Linked DNA regions of Mus musculus: all the other regions are linked to region 1. A link is a contact called in public HiChIP or PLAC-seq and Micro-C data. All regions are on one chromosome and are shown on one strand. The core of a region is the stretch at or near the end of the contact, and the rest is flanking DNA. Distances in the headings are between cores, read along the strand shown. Region 1 holds the start of Stk35os1 (serine/threonine kinase 35, opposite strand 1). Region 2 holds the start of Ebf4 (early B cell factor 4). Region 3 overlaps F830045P16Rik (RIKEN cDNA F830045P16 gene). Region 4 overlaps F830045P16Rik (RIKEN cDNA F830045P16 gene).

The links. A called contact is a pair of places that touch in the nucleus more often than the background predicts. HiChIP or PLAC-seq counts read pairs in DNA pulled down with a chosen protein or histone mark.
Region 2: a Micro-C map of embryonic stem cells shows a contact between it and region 1, with 2.1 times the contacts expected there. The contact joins the promoter of Ebf4 here to the promoter of Stk35os1 in region 1. A contact is called at or near these places in 10 of 39 promoter capture datasets (the 3T3-L1 cell line, the C10 cell line, the HPC-7 cell line and 7 more), 3 of 484 Hi-C or Micro-C datasets (CD4 T cells, embryonic stem cells and muscle stem cells), 7 of 115 datasets of contacts at active chromatin or transcription factors (the SCID.adh cell line, astrocytes, bone marrow-derived macrophages and 4 more) and 2 of 9 other capture datasets (adipose tissue and liver).
Region 3: an H3K4me3 HiChIP or PLAC-seq map of bone marrow-derived macrophages shows a contact between it and region 1, with 4 times the contacts expected there. The contact joins the enhancer-like site here to the promoter of Stk35os1 in region 1. A contact is called at or near these places in 3 of 39 promoter capture datasets (embryonic stem cells, hippocampal neurons and neural stem cells), 1 of 484 Hi-C or Micro-C datasets (cerebellum) and 5 of 115 datasets of contacts at active chromatin or transcription factors (acute myeloid leukemia, bone marrow-derived macrophages, embryonic stem cells and 2 more).
Region 4: an H3K4me3 HiChIP or PLAC-seq map of bone marrow-derived macrophages shows a contact between it and region 1, with 5 times the contacts expected there. The contact joins the enhancer-like site here to the promoter of Stk35os1 in region 1. A contact is called at or near these places in 4 of 39 promoter capture datasets (the HPC-7 cell line, embryonic stem cells, hippocampal neurons and 1 more), 2 of 484 Hi-C or Micro-C datasets (cerebellum and cortical neurons) and 13 of 115 datasets of contacts at active chromatin or transcription factors (acute myeloid leukemia, bone marrow-derived macrophages, embryonic basal ganglia and 8 more).

The regions. Positions count from the first base shown.
Region 1 is chr2:129,799,371-129,803,083 of GRCm38.p6, reverse strand. It overlaps Stk35os1 (serine/threonine kinase 35, opposite strand 1), which reads left to right and starts at 1,625. Exons shown (of 1, transcript NR_029452.1): 1 at 1,625-3,713. It overlaps Stk35 (serine/threonine kinase 35), which reads right to left and starts at 2,567. Exons shown (of 4, transcript NM_183262.3): 1 at 2,238-2,567; 2 at 1,080-1,680. The coding sequence starts at 2,543.
Region 2 is chr2:130,293,910-130,297,622 of GRCm38.p6, reverse strand. It overlaps Ebf4 (early B cell factor 4), which reads right to left and starts at 1,684. Exons shown (of 17, transcript NM_001110513.1): 1 at 1,474-1,684. The coding sequence starts at 1,610.
Region 3 is chr2:129,469,993-129,473,705 of GRCm38.p6, reverse strand. F830045P16Rik (RIKEN cDNA F830045P16 gene) reads left to right here. Exons shown (of 7, transcript NM_177653.3): 3 at 757-1,071. Among named protein-coding and RNA genes, the nearest start is that of Gm14040, 44 kb to the left of the region's middle. Within about 2 kb of position 1,580, at least 1 of the 459 cell types and tissues checked has an H3K27ac peak or open chromatin away from gene starts, as enhancers often do. A contact at or near this core is called in bone marrow-derived macrophages, where this site is marked.
Region 4 is chr2:129,487,948-129,491,660 of GRCm38.p6, reverse strand. All of the region lies in intron 1 of F830045P16Rik (RIKEN cDNA F830045P16 gene), which reads left to right. Among named protein-coding and RNA genes, the nearest start is that of Gm14040, 26 kb to the left of the region's middle. Within about 2 kb of position 1,675, at least 85 of the 459 cell types and tissues checked have an H3K27ac peak or open chromatin away from gene starts, as enhancers often do. A contact at or near this core is called in the HPC-7 cell line, acute myeloid leukemia, bone marrow-derived macrophages and 1 more, where this site is marked.

The sequences.
Region 1 (3,713 bases), core at 376-2,875:
AAAAGACTTTAGGAAATCTAGCCCTAAATCCCACCCAGTCTGCTAAATTCAACCTCAGATAGGGAAGGAAGGCAGCAATATATCTGCAAAGATCTGTGAGGGCCATGCTGGCTTACAAATACTTCAAGGACACAGGAATTTGGAGGCCGGAGTCCCACTCTTTCAAGCTGATTAACCTTAATCGAGCTGTGTTTGTGCCCACTAGGCTGAGTTCCTCTATTTATAGAGCAGAAGCTTAATTTACTGTTACAGATATTATCCAAATCGTAGCGCTCAGATTATATAGCTGGGATTGCGACTGTCCAATTTCCCTCGCCCTACCCCCTGCCCCAGGAACTCAAGACACTTGCAGCCCACTGCCTCTTCTCTAGTTTACACAGGAAGGCAAGGTGTTTGGCCTCCTGGAGCCCCATGGTTCTGCAACAATCACTGCTCAGACAGCCCCAGGGGTTATGAAAACAACTGAGATTGTAACAGGGCAGGGAAAGCTGCAACCTGTTTTGTTATGCGACAGCTCTTGGCCCACCTGAGGGGGTTATTACTGGGTGCGTGAGTTATTAACCTGTGGTGCCCTCAGGGACTAAACCAAGAACCAACTGAATGATTGTCTGCTCTCGGGTGAAGGGTTGGGGTTCTCGGAGGAAACCTCACACTTGAAGACAAGGTTTGGGAACAGAATTGGAAGAAACTAGAAATCAGGAAAGGAGAATGGCATGGGTGGGTCTGCTACTTTTTTTCCCCTCTAGGTTCTGATGAGAAAGAGGCATGAGGGGGCTTCTGCAGTTCTACCAACTACTTTGAATCCCACCAGGACTACTCTTCATCCATCTTTTAAAATGCTAGGCTTGTAATTATGGCTCACACCTACTGAGTGAGTACTTAAAAAGATCAAGGTTAGCACTTGGTGAGCTTGTTAGGGAATGTCAGCTAACGGCTGGGGAACAGACTGATTTCCTAGCAAGAAAGAAGGTCCCAAAGCCGGGTCAAGGACCTTAGCGAGCCAGAGACAGTTATTAGAACTGAGTGGTTCTGAGAACAAGGGGGTCCAGGAGAGGGCAGGACTGCCGGCTGTAGTCTACCTTTGAGCGAGGTCTCCACCAGGCGCAGGTAAAGCTGTGAGTTCTTGTTGCCGTGACTCATGCGCTGGGCTAACCCGTTGCGCTGTAGGACGCACTCCTCAAACTGCACGATATTCTGGTGCCGCCGCTTGAGACTGGTGAGGGCCCAGAATTCTGCTAGTGCCAACTCCACGTTCTCGGGAGCGTCGCAGCGGATCTTCTTGACTGCCACCCTGGCCCCACTGCGCCCAGCCACAGCCTCATAAACCACGCCGTAGCTGCCGCGCCCGATCTCCGCCAAGAGGCTGTAGCGCGGCCGTGCAGGAACATCCCCGCCGCCGCCATCCGGCCGCCGCCGGGCCAGGAAGGCCTCGCCCGGGACCTCGGCCCCAGCCGGATCCATGGCCTGGGCCGCCGGCCTCAGCTTCTCGCACAGTACCCGCTGGACTGGGCTTCGCCTTTTCCGCTCCGGGCTTTTTGTCCCTCTGCGGGCTCCGTTCTCTTTCCCCGTTTCCATGGCTGCGGGGGGCGGGGGGAGCAGCAACGGCGCCGCCCGGGCCCCCCTTGCCTCATCCCTCCGTCTAGCCCCGAGATGTGGAGGAGCGGGACCTTGGATGGTGATCTAAGGGCGAGAGGGAGAAGTTAAAACCCACCGGGCCGAGAAGGGTAGATGAGGAACTTAAAGCGTCCGGCGTCCCACCTCCGCCGCCGGTCGCGGCCCCTTTAAGAAGGAGCCACCGTCTCGAATTGAACGGGGGAAGGGAAAGGAAAGCGGGAAAGACGGAACCACCGGGAAGTACCGAGGGAGGACCGGAAACCGAAGCGCAAACCGTCCCCTCTCGCCGACTTATCCGTCAGGAGCAGAAAAAATAAATAAAGCCGTAGGGATCGTCCCCATCGAAGACGGCCGGCTTAAACTTTCCTGGGGCTTAGCCCCCTCTCAACGGCCCCTCCCCACGTCCTACCCGGGCTTCTCCCGGTGTAAACAGTCCCGTGAATCAAACCCAGGAGAGCCCGGCGGGACGACCCAGACCCCCGGGGACAGCGGGCGAAGGGAAACCGGCTAAAAGATCGGCTTCCGAGGACGACAGGCGGAGGCCCCGGTGACGCCCCCGGGACTACGGTGGGGCGCCGGGGCTCCCGCTTCGGCCCTCCCTTCCTCCCTCCACTCCCTCTTACCTGGCCGGCGCTGTTCCTCTTCCGGGCGAACCGGTTCCCCCTTGGAGCCCGCGCCGGAGGATGGTCCGTTCCGAGCCGGGCTTGTCTGCAGAGCCGGGTAGGGCGCGAGGCGGGGAGCCTGGCTGAGCGTGTAGCGCGTCGCGGCGCTGCTCTTGTGATGACAGCAACGCTCCCGGGGGAGGCCTCGGCTTCCAGGTTCCCGTGGCCGTCCCCGAGTTCACGCCAGCTGAGCACTTTACGTAACCTCTTTATGTAAGCTGCACCTCCCGCCGCCGCTCTGGTCAGCGGAGATTCCTGGTGGCCCATCCCCCAGGAGGCCAGCGGAGAGCCGCGCCGCCTCTCTGCAGCCGAGGTAGACCCAGCCGCCGCGACAGCCCGGAACCAATCACTGGCGAGAACACCCAGCCAACAAAAAGAGCGCGCCAAAATCCCGCGATTTGTACCGAGGGCCTTCGCGAGGCGCCTGCACTCCGCAAACGCCTTTCCGGACTTGACCTGCATCGTACCTCTACGCCCGCACTCGGCACTTGATGCTGATTGGGGGAATGGCTTAGGTGTAATCGATTCACAGCTGAGACCAGGGTTAGAACGCTAATCTCCACGCCCACTAATGACCCCAATGATCTCAGCCGCACTTAATCCTCAGTATCCTTCTCTGCCAAACCCGGGTGGTCCGCACTTCCAAGGTTGCAAAGGACCAAGTGAAATATGATGGCTGGCTAATTGAGTGCCTGATATAAGCTGCTTTGGGCTTGGATTTTGATACCCTTCACCCCGGCCGCCCATTGTGGTGGGAGGGAGCACAATGGCTGTGTAGTTAAGAATGATCTTGAACTTTTCCTCTTGTCTTCATCTCCCGAGTAATGGGATTAAAGGCGGGCACCACCACACCCAATTTATACACCCTATTTGTTTGTACAGAGCTAGGAATCCAAGGGTTTTGTGCATGCTAGACAGGCACTTTACAAAGCTACATCTCCAGCCCCTAGGCGTGGTTTTTTAAAGTATTTTGTACCCTGCTTTGTACTCCAATGCCTAGAAGGTGCCCAGTATTTTGTTAGCTGATATTGAAGGACAGTAACTAGAGTTTCTGCTACACACTATTTTAAGTCTGGGGAAAAAGGAGTAGACACGACAGTCTTTGCCTTAATTGCGACTCTTGACACTGGAGGAGACAGTCAACCTTGTGTCTTCGTAGATGTCTCACAGTTAAAGTACTTAGAACAGTGTTAAAATACACACAAGACAGATTAAATGTAATGTAAAACAATAAACAAGAGTTTCTAGAATTTCTATAGCTTTTCTGTATGTAAGTGGTCACATATACACACAAGGTGTAAGAATAGTAAAGTCTCATCTTTTTTTTTGCCAGAATTACATTGTTTTGCTATATTTTCATGTTCTGTGCACAAATATGTATGTATGAATGTATACATGTTGTAAATCCTTTTATATTTATAAGATATATATGTATAC
Region 2 (3,713 bases), core at 435-2,934, 490 kb before region 1:
ACTAGGATTGCTGAGGCTGAAAGTCTCATGCCCAGATTTCTTGCCCCTTCACCCACTGTCAGGATATCATCTCTGGCACCCCTGCTTCCCCCTCATCTAATCTGGCAGCCCTGGGCAGGTAGAGAGAAAAGTCTGAAAGAAACAGCAACTTCCAGTCTAATACACTCAGCTATAACGTCACACGACCGCCTCAGCGGGAAAGCCATAACCAACAGAAAAGGAGGCACACACAGTTTTAAGGCTAGCACAAGACAAACCTTAAGGGGGTGGGGGAAGGGCATGGGAAGGAAATAAATATACCAACACACGGAGAGCAAGGAAATACACCAACACACGGAGAGCAAGGAAATATACCAACACATGGAGAACAGTAGTGTTAAAACATCTGTTATTGTGTTTCTATAGTCTCTAGCTAGACCGTTCTAACTAGAGACTCTAACTTACTGGAATCGGCTCATCTGGAATACCCTTTCCTGTCCAGGAGAGATCATTCAACAGAAAGCTCAGCACTCTCTCTTTGAAGACAGATGTGCAAAAATACTGCACCCCTTCGTCCAGAAAACACTCTCTGTCTAGTACTGGGTGAGGCTGGGAAGCACCACAAGTGATACCTGATCAAGTCTGGGTGTGTGGATGGGAGTGATGTGCCAGCCCTGGTCTGCTTCGACACCCTTCAGATACTGGACAGAAGCTATTTAAAACTTGAAGAGCCAGTGCCTACCCTGTCCTGGATGTCCGCAGGGACACCTACTTAGCGTGAGGCACCGTGAGCATCTGATCAGACGTATAACCTCCAGTCCATGTTGTATAATGAGAGGGAGTGTTACAGAGACCAGGTTCCAGCTGCTGCCGTGACTGAGTTAACAAGCTTTCAAAGTCCCCATCCAAATTCTGGTGTCCATTCCTTACAGAAGTCTCCTGTCTAGTCCCCTATGCCTCCCCCTGAAAAGTAACCAGAGCCGATTCTGCTAATTCCCAAGAGCTTCCAGTCTCCTTCAGGTTCTAACCAAAACCACTCAGACGGAGGAGTCCAGCCTCATTCTCAGCCCCAATCAGTTCAGCAAGGCTAACTGCCCACTGGCTAAGCCTCTCTTCAGCCCCACCCACATCTCTGGTTCTGTACACCACAGAGTTTCTTGCCTTTCTTGTTGGGTAGCCACGGAACTGGACAAGTGGAACGGTAGAGACTGCACAGGAAGAAGGGGCTGTACATCTCTAGATGACTAGTAACTGTGGGCCATGGCTCCAGGTGTGCGGGAGGAGGCGACACCACCTCCAGAACCCTGGACCCTAGTGAGCAACCCGCCCCATATCCTCAGGAAGAAGTCAAACTCACACAGGGTGAACAGGAGACTTCGTCGGGACAGTCAAGAGTTAGGACTCCCTCCACCCCTCGCTCCAGTAGCTAGGCGTGCAGGACGAAGGCGACACTAAGCGGTCCAACCAGCGTGCTAGTTCGGGTGGAGCGCTTACCTCTGCGCCGCGGTGTTGGAGTCCAGGATGCCCGCGCTCTGCATCCAGGAGCGCACCGAGCCCAGGCTGGAGGGCAGCAGCGGCTCCTCTTTCAGATGGAGCCCACCGCGGGGCAGAGCGTCCTGTGCGGGGAACATAAGGACCCGCAGTTCGTGGGCGCCCCCAACTGCCAGGGATCCCGTCCCGCCGAGGCTGTGGGCGTCTCAGCTCAGCCCGACCCGACGGCACCAGGAGCCTCCAGGAGCGCAGCGCTGCACGGAGTCCCGGCGCCTCAGTGCCGCTCGCCTCGCGGGTGCTTTCTCAGAGAAAACGGGTCCCCGGGCGCCGGCGCTGTCCCCTCCCCTCCCGGGGCGCGGGGCGGGGAGATGGAGGGATTCCCCCGCGGCCTGAGAGCCAGTGAACAGACTGAGAGCGGAGCCCGCACCGGCTCCGCACGGAGGCGCCCCAGAGGCGCGCTCTGGCGGCTGCCCAGCGCGGCGGTCGTCGGAGGGGGGGGCGAGCGCCCCGCGAGGTGCCCGCCCTCCCCCCACCCGGGTCTCTCCCCCGCCCGCCCGCGGCGCCCGCGCGGGGCGCTGATTACCATCCGAGAGGGGGAGGCTGCGGCCGTGGAGGTCGGCGGCGGCGACGGTGGTGGCCGGGGCGGCAGCAACAGCAGCAGACGCGCGTCCCGTGGAAAAGCAGGGCCGGCGCCGGGCCAGCAGACGCAGCCGCCGCCAGGCCCCCGAGTGCCCCGGCGCCCCGGGCCTGCCGCTGCCCCGGGCGGCAGCACCTGCAGCAGGAGCAGCAGCAGACCGGCCGAGTCCCCCCGGGGCCCGGTCCCCGCGCCTCCCCGCCGCGGCCGCCGCCGCCCGCCGCTCCCCGGGGCCTGGCCGCGGGCCCTGGCCATCCCGCCGCCGCCGCCGCTCCCTGGGGAGCGGGAGCCGTAGGGAGGGAGCACGGGCAAGAGGAGGGCTGTCGCAAGCGGGTGGGCCCAGGGGACTCGGGGCCAGGGGAGGCGGGGGCGGGGCGCGAGGCCGGCCGAGGGGCGGCCAGGGACGTGACATCATCGGGGGAGGAGCGGCCGGGCTGGGGCCGCGGCGGCGGGGCGGACCCTGACGAGTCCGTAGCCGGGCTGGGGGCCACGGCCTCGGTGGAGGGGCGCCGGGAAGCTGGCCCAGGCCAGGGAAGATGGGGAAAGGATGGGCTGGGGGCTGCGCGGCGAGGAAGCCCGGCCTAAGCAGGGCAGCTCGTCCACACCACGCTGGGGAATCACCACGGCCTCCCCGTCGCCACCAGACGAAGCTCCAGCATCTTTGTGGTCCCATCTTCTTCTCCTAAGTATGCGCCGCCCTCTCCTCAGCCAACGCTTGATTCTAGGAGTCGCTGCACCCTTGGTGCCACTTGACCTCGGCTTAACCTCCGCGCCTTAGCGCTTAAGGGTCTCTCACCTTGTGGTGAAGATGCGGCCCCAGGCAAGCTGAGCTACCCGAGTCCTGCACCTCCCATTCTTGTTCCTGTCCCTGGATTACCTAAACTTAAGTTTACATTCCCACCTGAGTTTTTGAGAAATCTCTTGCTTCTGAAAGCAAGTAGACGTTTCTGAAAGGCTCAGGTGAGCTGGGCTCTTAAACCTAAGTCCAGCTCACCTCCTTTTCTCCAGCCTTCTTTCTGAGTCCGTTCATCTTTTATATCTGCACAGAAATCATCTGGCCTTCGACCTTGGGGCTATCAGCAAACCTTGGTTTGAGTCCAGCAGTTTCCTGCAGAACAGCAAAAGGTTGGGTGGCCTTGTTCATGCTGCTCTTTGCACTCTGAGATCTTCACCTTCCTGGGGGTGAGATGGGGGATGCTCCACGTCAGCCCTTAATATCCTGCCTAGCACTGATCCACAGAAAGGACCCCAGTGACACTAGAGTTCCTCTGCCTCTTCTCCTGACCTCCTGGGTCTCTACTCTCCCTCTTTTTTGCCCAGTTTTTCAACACCTGTCACCTGTGAAGGAGGAAGAAGGGGCACTGCCAGTCTCACGCAGACTTCTCACGGTCTTGGCCTTTACTCACAGAATAATCAAAAGCAGGTTTCTCAAAAGGAATTCTTTTCCAACTGGCCTCTACATCCCTTTAGATGACTCTAAACCTTGCCCCTCATAGTATGGCTCCTGGATCAGCAGCATTGACATTGGTAGCTTGTGACAAATTCGGAATCGAAGACCCTCCCAGACCTGTCACGTCAGAGCCAGCATCAGAGAGCCGGAGTGCTGGGA
Region 3 (3,713 bases), core at 331-2,830, 330 kb after region 1:
TGAGTAATTTACTCAATGAATAATGAACAGCTAATGTGCCAGGCACTGCTACAGGTGCTGTGCTTGGAGAGTACCTGGTCCTGTGGGGCAATTCACCTTAATAATTCTTGCAATTATATATCATGATATGGAATATTGAAAACTCAGATCAGATTAGATACCCATGTGTCTCCAGCTATGTTTCATGAGTATTTATTCTTGTCCCTATTTGTCTTGCACCAAACATATAGAAATTGTTCATTTAAAAAAACAAGTGACCTCATGATCTCTCTTCACTCATGAACTCAGAGTAACTAACTGTTCAGGAATTGCACAAGTTGAAGCCACTTGACATTCAAGGATGAAGGTCCTCAGAAGGTCCTGCCCCATAGCTGTAGAGATCCTGACAGCTTGATTCTGAAGAAATGAGAGTGAGTTTTCTTGAAGGGCATGGGCCTGATAGGTCAAGCATGTTCCAGTGTCCCACATCCATGAGGATGTAGGCAGCACAAATTAGACTGGCTGGATTATAAGACAAGAAAAGGGGGGCTGAAGAAATATCGTAGTGGAGGCAGAAGGATATGATGTTCAGGATCATCCTGTCTATATAATGAGTCCAAGATCACCTTGAAATTCTTAGGATTCCACCAACCAGCCAACCAATCAATCAATCAATCAAAAATCAATCAATCAATCAATCAATCTGAGTGACCCTGAGACAGGTGGATAAGTCAATGCCAAGATTTTTCCCTAGGCTTACTTATTGTTCCTGTCTAGTTATCCCAACACTGAAGATCACCACTGAAGACCCAGAGATCCAAGATCATGTGCATCAAAAAGTGAACCTGACTTGCCATGTAAACCACTTCTATCCCCAAAACATGGACCTCATCTGGACTAAGAATGGGCACAAGATCCCGACCATGGAACTTCCTCAGACCACCAGAAACTCTGATGGGACTTACTCTCTACAGCACACATTACAGGTAGATGCCATATTGAATAAGACTGACTTTGTCTGCTGGGTGATCCAGGATGACCAGCCTCCAGTTAAGAACAGCATCACCCTGGGAGCTCCCAGGAAGATCAGAGGTAAGTGCCTTGTTTCCTTCATGTCCTCAGGGCATTGTGGCTAAAGGGCTAGAGACTCGGGAACCCCTAATGAACGTGGAGAAAGGAAGCCCCTTCCCAGAGAGGATGCTCTTGAAGAGCCACTCCCACTGTATGCCCCTTCTTTCAGATACTTCCACCAAGAAATGACTCTCCTTTGCTGCCCTCATTATATTGCAAAATTTTCTCCTTAACCCTTGGTTGCAAGAAATTACCACAGTTAAGCTGGGCTCCAAATAATTTCTGGGAAGGCAATTAATCAAGACAGTGAATTCAGCTGGATGTTTCTAGAAATCAACTTTGAAGAGACCCAGAATTACTGACCCCCTGAGCCAGGAAAAAGAGTCACACAAGATAGGTGTGACACCCTCTTGTCACCTCTTTCTTTCTCCTCATTTTACTTTTTTTTTTTTCTATGCACACATGGTCCTGATGGTAATTTCTTCTGTTTCTACTCTATTTCACACGTTCGTGATTCGTAGTATTTCTCCCACAAGAGGGCACTGTGACATTGCAATCCAGAACTTCCTTGTTTCTGGGATCCAGAGAAACATACTTCATACTCTGACACGTTTATGCAGGTGTGCAGTCAGAGACAGATAGAGTAATAGGTAAGGCATAGACAAGCCAGGGGTAAGGCAGCATGTGGGCTTGCTGGGCAGCCCATTCTCATAGCAAGCTTCCACCTTGATTTCTATCTCGACCTATGGCAGAACCAGCCTTTTTCTGGTTGCTGTAAGAATTCTCAGAGGTAATAATCTCACTCACCTTTACATTTCTTTGGGTCCCATTTCTGTTGTCCAATAGAAATAAGAGAACTATCCATCCAATGGGACACACAGACCTGGGTGCTAAACTCCAAATGGATGGGTGCCTTTTGATGGGAAGCAAGTTGCATCATTTTTACAATTTTTTTTATCTTATTTCTATTGTAAGTGTATACATGACTGCTGCGTTAACTTCATTTCCACTCCGCACCCCTCCCCCAGCTCCTCCTACATCCCCCATTCCCCTTCAACTTCACGATCTCTTTGTGACCATCATATATGTATGCATACTTATATAAATGTGACTTGCTAATTAGTTCATACTGTGGATTTCCTTTTCTGTCTTATTTTTCCCCTACACCTGCACTCAATATATCTAACTGTCACTTGAAGGTGGACCTCATGACAGCATGGCATCAACAGTGACAGACACCACAGGGTCTGCTAGGGTCTCTCTCTCTCTCTGTCTCTGTCTCTGTCTCTCTCTGTCTCTCTCTCTGTCTCTGTCTCTCTCTCTCTCTGTCTCTCTCTCTCCATCAAGGCCTTTTTCTATTTAATGTTAACATATCTTTGTAGCTATGGCAAGCTTTCCCAAATCCCTTTACTCAACACCCTGGCTCCTAAGTATATCTACTCACATGCCTGTTCTGTTTGGTTAGTATCCTCAGAGAACCTAATGCATATTAGCTATGGAGCACTTACTGCATATCAGCCATGGAGCACTTACTGCATATCACCCACATAGCATTAACTGCATATCAGCAGCCATGGAGCACTTACTGCATATCAGCCATGGAGCACTTACTGGGTAGAAGTGTTTCCACTGATTGTTATCTCACACTTTGAGAGCTGGAAGGTGGCACGGGCTCTGATATGAGTGACAGCCAGCAGCACTAGACTTACAATGCAGCTGTCAGATTACAAACTAAACATGGTGTTTCTGTATGTCTCTCTTTGTCACCTGAGAATGTAGACCTTAGCATTGTCACAAAACGCTTCTCAAATCCTATTGGAAGGTATTTACTTTTCTTGAAATATCATATCTGTCTATACTATTCAGCACCCACAATCAAATACTTAAAACTTCGGTGATGGCTGAGAGCCCAGGCCTGTGGCTTTATAGTGTAGGCTCCTCTTCTGCATGCCTCCCTCCCCAGCTCTTGGAGGAAGAACAGGCTTATGTTTGAATTTGGCCAGATTTTGCAGTTGAATGGGTCAGTGTCAAACTGAAGGATAAGTGTGGCCAATGCTTGTCTGTGGGACTCCAGGTAAAGCAGTTTCCTTTCAAATTTCTTCCATCAATCAATGAGAGCTGCCAAGTGTCCTCTTCCTTGGCTCATGCATGGTATCTGAACACCAGGACAGCTTTTGCTGTCCAAGTTTACATATCCCAAAGCTGGGCTGAAAGCAAGACAGTATTAAAAATCACTGAGAAATATAGAACTAACCTCAGAGATGTAGCCTTTTTTCGCTAGGGGAGTATAGAAGGCATATATAGATTTTCGTAAGTTGATTTTTGTATTCTACCACTTTTCTGTTAACAATTTCTAGATGAATCTTTGGAACCTGTTATATATGAGTGTGATAACTCATATAAATGGTCTTCAAGACAAAACTCGGTTGCTGAACTCAATAGGTGCAGAAAAGGCCTTTGACAAAATCCAGCCTGCCTTTATTTTAGTTATAGAAGGAATTTATCATTATGTATCATCTGCAAAGAGGGACAATTCAGCTTACTTTCCTACTCTAACTCCTTTTATTTGTGTCTCCCATTTTGTTGCTCTAGCTGCTGCTCCAACCACTGTTTTGCAAGGGTGGGGAAGAGAGAACAACCCTATGTAGTTGCTGACTTTAACA
Region 4 (3,713 bases), core at 426-2,925, 310 kb after region 1:
TATATATATATATATATAATGTGTATATATGTATATATATGTATGTATATATATGTGTGTGTATATGTATATATATATAGTGGCCTATAGGCTGTGGTCCAGCTAGCCCAACAAAGGCTATCTCCTGAGGCAATGTCCAAGAACCTGGCAGTTATTCAGTTCATGAGGCTAGATGTCTTAGCTGGTCTTCAGTCAGTGCGAGAATCCTGAAGAAGCAGGTTCTAGCACCAGCAAAGGAAAGCCTCAGCAACAAGGTAGATACATTTGCCAGCAATGAAGGAAGGTAGACAAAAGGCAAAAGCTTCCTTCCTCCATGACCTTTTATATGGACTGCGACCAGAAGGTGTGGCCCAGATTTTGTGGGTCTTGCCACTCCAAATGAGCCAATCAAGGACCCCTCACAGGCGCGCCTGGCTGCTTGGGTTTTGGATGACTCTGGATGCAGTCAACTTGAAAATCAAGATGAGCCACCACACCGAGGATACTACAAATCTCTTTTGTCTTTAGCATCATAGTCAGGATCCCTCCCCTAGCCCCAAGCCATTTGGCTGGTGACATCCAGCTGATGATACGCCTGAAAGATTAGCCCTGGTATAATTGATAAGCCTTTGTTCATTATTTTATGTTTTTATTTATCATCGACCACAAAAGATATAGCCTACTTGAATTTTGTAACTATTTGTTTACAGTCTTAAACGAATTTGGAATTCCTCTGGGGATTCCCATAGAGTCAATGCAGATACTAAAGGACCCAGATATTGTCCTCTTATCCCTGGACTTAGCTTTACTAGGAGGAGGGGAGTGGAAGGCCAGGGTAAAGGGTGCAGCCAATGAGGCAGTGTGCAGGTCCCACCAGTCTGGTTGTAGGCTTGAATAAAAAGTTCCATGGCCCATAGAGCCACCATATTTTAGCTTGTGAGATGAGCACAGAATACTTATCACATGTCCCTTGTTAGTTTGAGACATTCATAGTGTGGATACAGGCTCCAAGCGTCCCCCATTAGACAAAAGAATCCATCCCCCTGTTGTGTGAGACTTGAGAAGTAGCTCGTCTTCCCTATTAAGGAGGGGTGTTCATTGGTGGCTCTGCTTATAAAGTTGGGAACAGGAGCAAAAGATTCTGGCAAGTCTCGCTTTCCCATATTCTGCAACATTCATCAACTAACACTCAATTGCTACAGTGGGCTCTGTGCCCCATCCAAGGGAAAGAGTACTGTTTTCGTCAGGGGATGTTCTTATGTGCAAGCAACACGTATTGTAAAGTCAATCAATTTTATCAAAGTCTTTAATTCTCCATATCGAATTCTTTGCATACATAAAAAAGTAAAACCAAAGTGAATTCTATCAGCATTAAGTCCTTTATATAATATGGTTTTGTGTGGTTTGTTGTAAGTGCTGGCCCATGGTCTAATCCTGTAGTAATAGGAATTACAAACCTAGAAACCATTTCTTTTAGAAGCAGGGCCACCTCCTATGAGTAGAAAAGATTTCTATCCAGCCTGAGAAACTACACAGACAAGCAAGCATTTGTAACCCCTGATTTAGGGAAGTTCTGTAAAGTCAACAACCAATTTTTTTTTAATTGGGTTTTTCCAAAATTCTGCATTTGAGGAGGGCCCTAAGTCACTGTCATGGGTTATCCTGGGCACTGGGTCACACTGTCCACATGCTCATTGGGTATCCTGGCAAGTTAGGGAACATAAAAATGTGAGCCTAATATAGTTTCCAGAGCTGTCTGGCTGATGTGAGCTCCCTTATGGAACTGTTTAACCAACTCGGGGCAATGGCCTCAAGGATGGCTATCATTTCTCGTCAAATGCTCAATAGTCCCTGTTTTCAGTCTTAAACAGCCATTTCTTTTTGTAATTGGGGTCCCATTTACTTAATAGGCTGGGAATCAATGAGGTTAGTCACAAAGGAAGTTCTTCTACCACTACCTCCTCCCCCCTACATTTTGGGGAAGTTGCTACTTCTGTTTCTTTCTGCTCTGTGGTTGCCCCAGGCAGTAGCAATATTTCCCTTTTGCATGTAGCAGAAGACAGATAATTTTACCACATTATCAGTAGCAACTGGGAGGGGGAAGGTCTTTGTCTCTGAAGATCTAGCACATTGCCATCTGTATATATATTCGTTTTTATTACACCCCCCCTTTCAGTGGTAAGCTACATATCTCTCACATACTTGTTTAGCAATGGTGTAGACCCCATATGATTATAACATCTATATTGCATCAAATGTAGCCTGAGGTCCCTGCTGATTTCTTTTTTTGTTGTTTTGTTTTTGTTGATATTGCTGGTTTTTGTTTGTTGGTTGGTTTCTGTTTGTTGTTGTTGTTTTGAGGCATGATTTCTCTGTGTATCCCTAGCTGTGCTGAAACTTGTTCTGTAGACCACGCTGGCCTCAAACTCACAGAGAGCCACTTGCTTCTGCCTCTCAAGTGCTGGCAGAGCACTTGGGCATGTACCTCCATGCTGACCATAGGCACAACTTTTTAAGTTAGTTTTTGTTACCATGAATAGATCATTATCACCTTAGGAATCTTAATAAACTTTAATGATTAATTGTATCATCCTTAAGTCCTGTCTTAGTTAAGGTTATTATTGCTGTGATGAAACACCATGACCAAAGCAACTTGGGAAGGAAAGGGTTTATTTGACTTATACTTCCATATCACTATTCATCTTTGAAGGAAGTCAGGATAGGAACTTAAACAGGGCAGGAACCAGGAGGCAGGAGCTATGGAGGGTAGTGCTGACTAGCTTTCTCTTCATGGCTTGCTCAGCCTTCTTTCTAATAGAACCAGGGTGATCAGCCCAGGAATGGCCCTACCCACACTGGGCTGGGCCCTCCCATATCAATAACTAATTAAGAAAATTTCATACAGTCTCGCTTATAGACAGACCAATCTTATGGAGGTATTTTATCAACTGAGATTCCTTCCTCTTCAATAACCCTAGTTTGTGTCAAGATGACATAAAACTAGCCAGAACAATGGATCCTTTGTCAATTTGACACACAAACACATCACTTTTAAGCAACAACCTTTCCTCTCTTGTCCATCTCCAAGATTTCACGTGAATATCAACATTACAATATAAACATCCCACAGTCTTTAAAAACTCAAACACTTAAAAATTCAGTCACTTTAAAATATTCAGGCTCTTTTAAAATCCAAAATCTTCGTAAAATCCCCAATCCTTTTTAAAAGTTCAAAGTCTCTCGACTGTGAGCTTCTTTAAAATCACATTCTATGATAAAACCAAATTTGAGCAGTAACTATGTACAGATACAGCCCCACAGGAGGTACTAGAAGGAAAACTTCAACCCAAAGAAGCTAAACACGCCCAGGAAAACACAAGGAATACATTATATCAGATGAGCAAATCAAAAGAAGAAGGGAAAAATTCGTACACCACCCCAACCAAATAATAAAATCAACAAACACGGCTCGTTCATGTCTCTCAACATCAATGGTCTCAATTCCCCAATAAAAAGGCACAGTCTAAACTAAATAGATTTGAAAACCTTCAGTTGCATCCAAGAAACACACAGACATATATCAGGGTAAAAGGATGGAAAAACCAGCTCAAAACTAACAGACCTAAGAAGCAAGTCCTTGTAGCCATTTTAATACATGACAAAAGAGACTTCAAAACAAAACTAATCAGCAGAGCCAGGGAAAGACACTATGCATTCACTGAAAAGAAAAATCC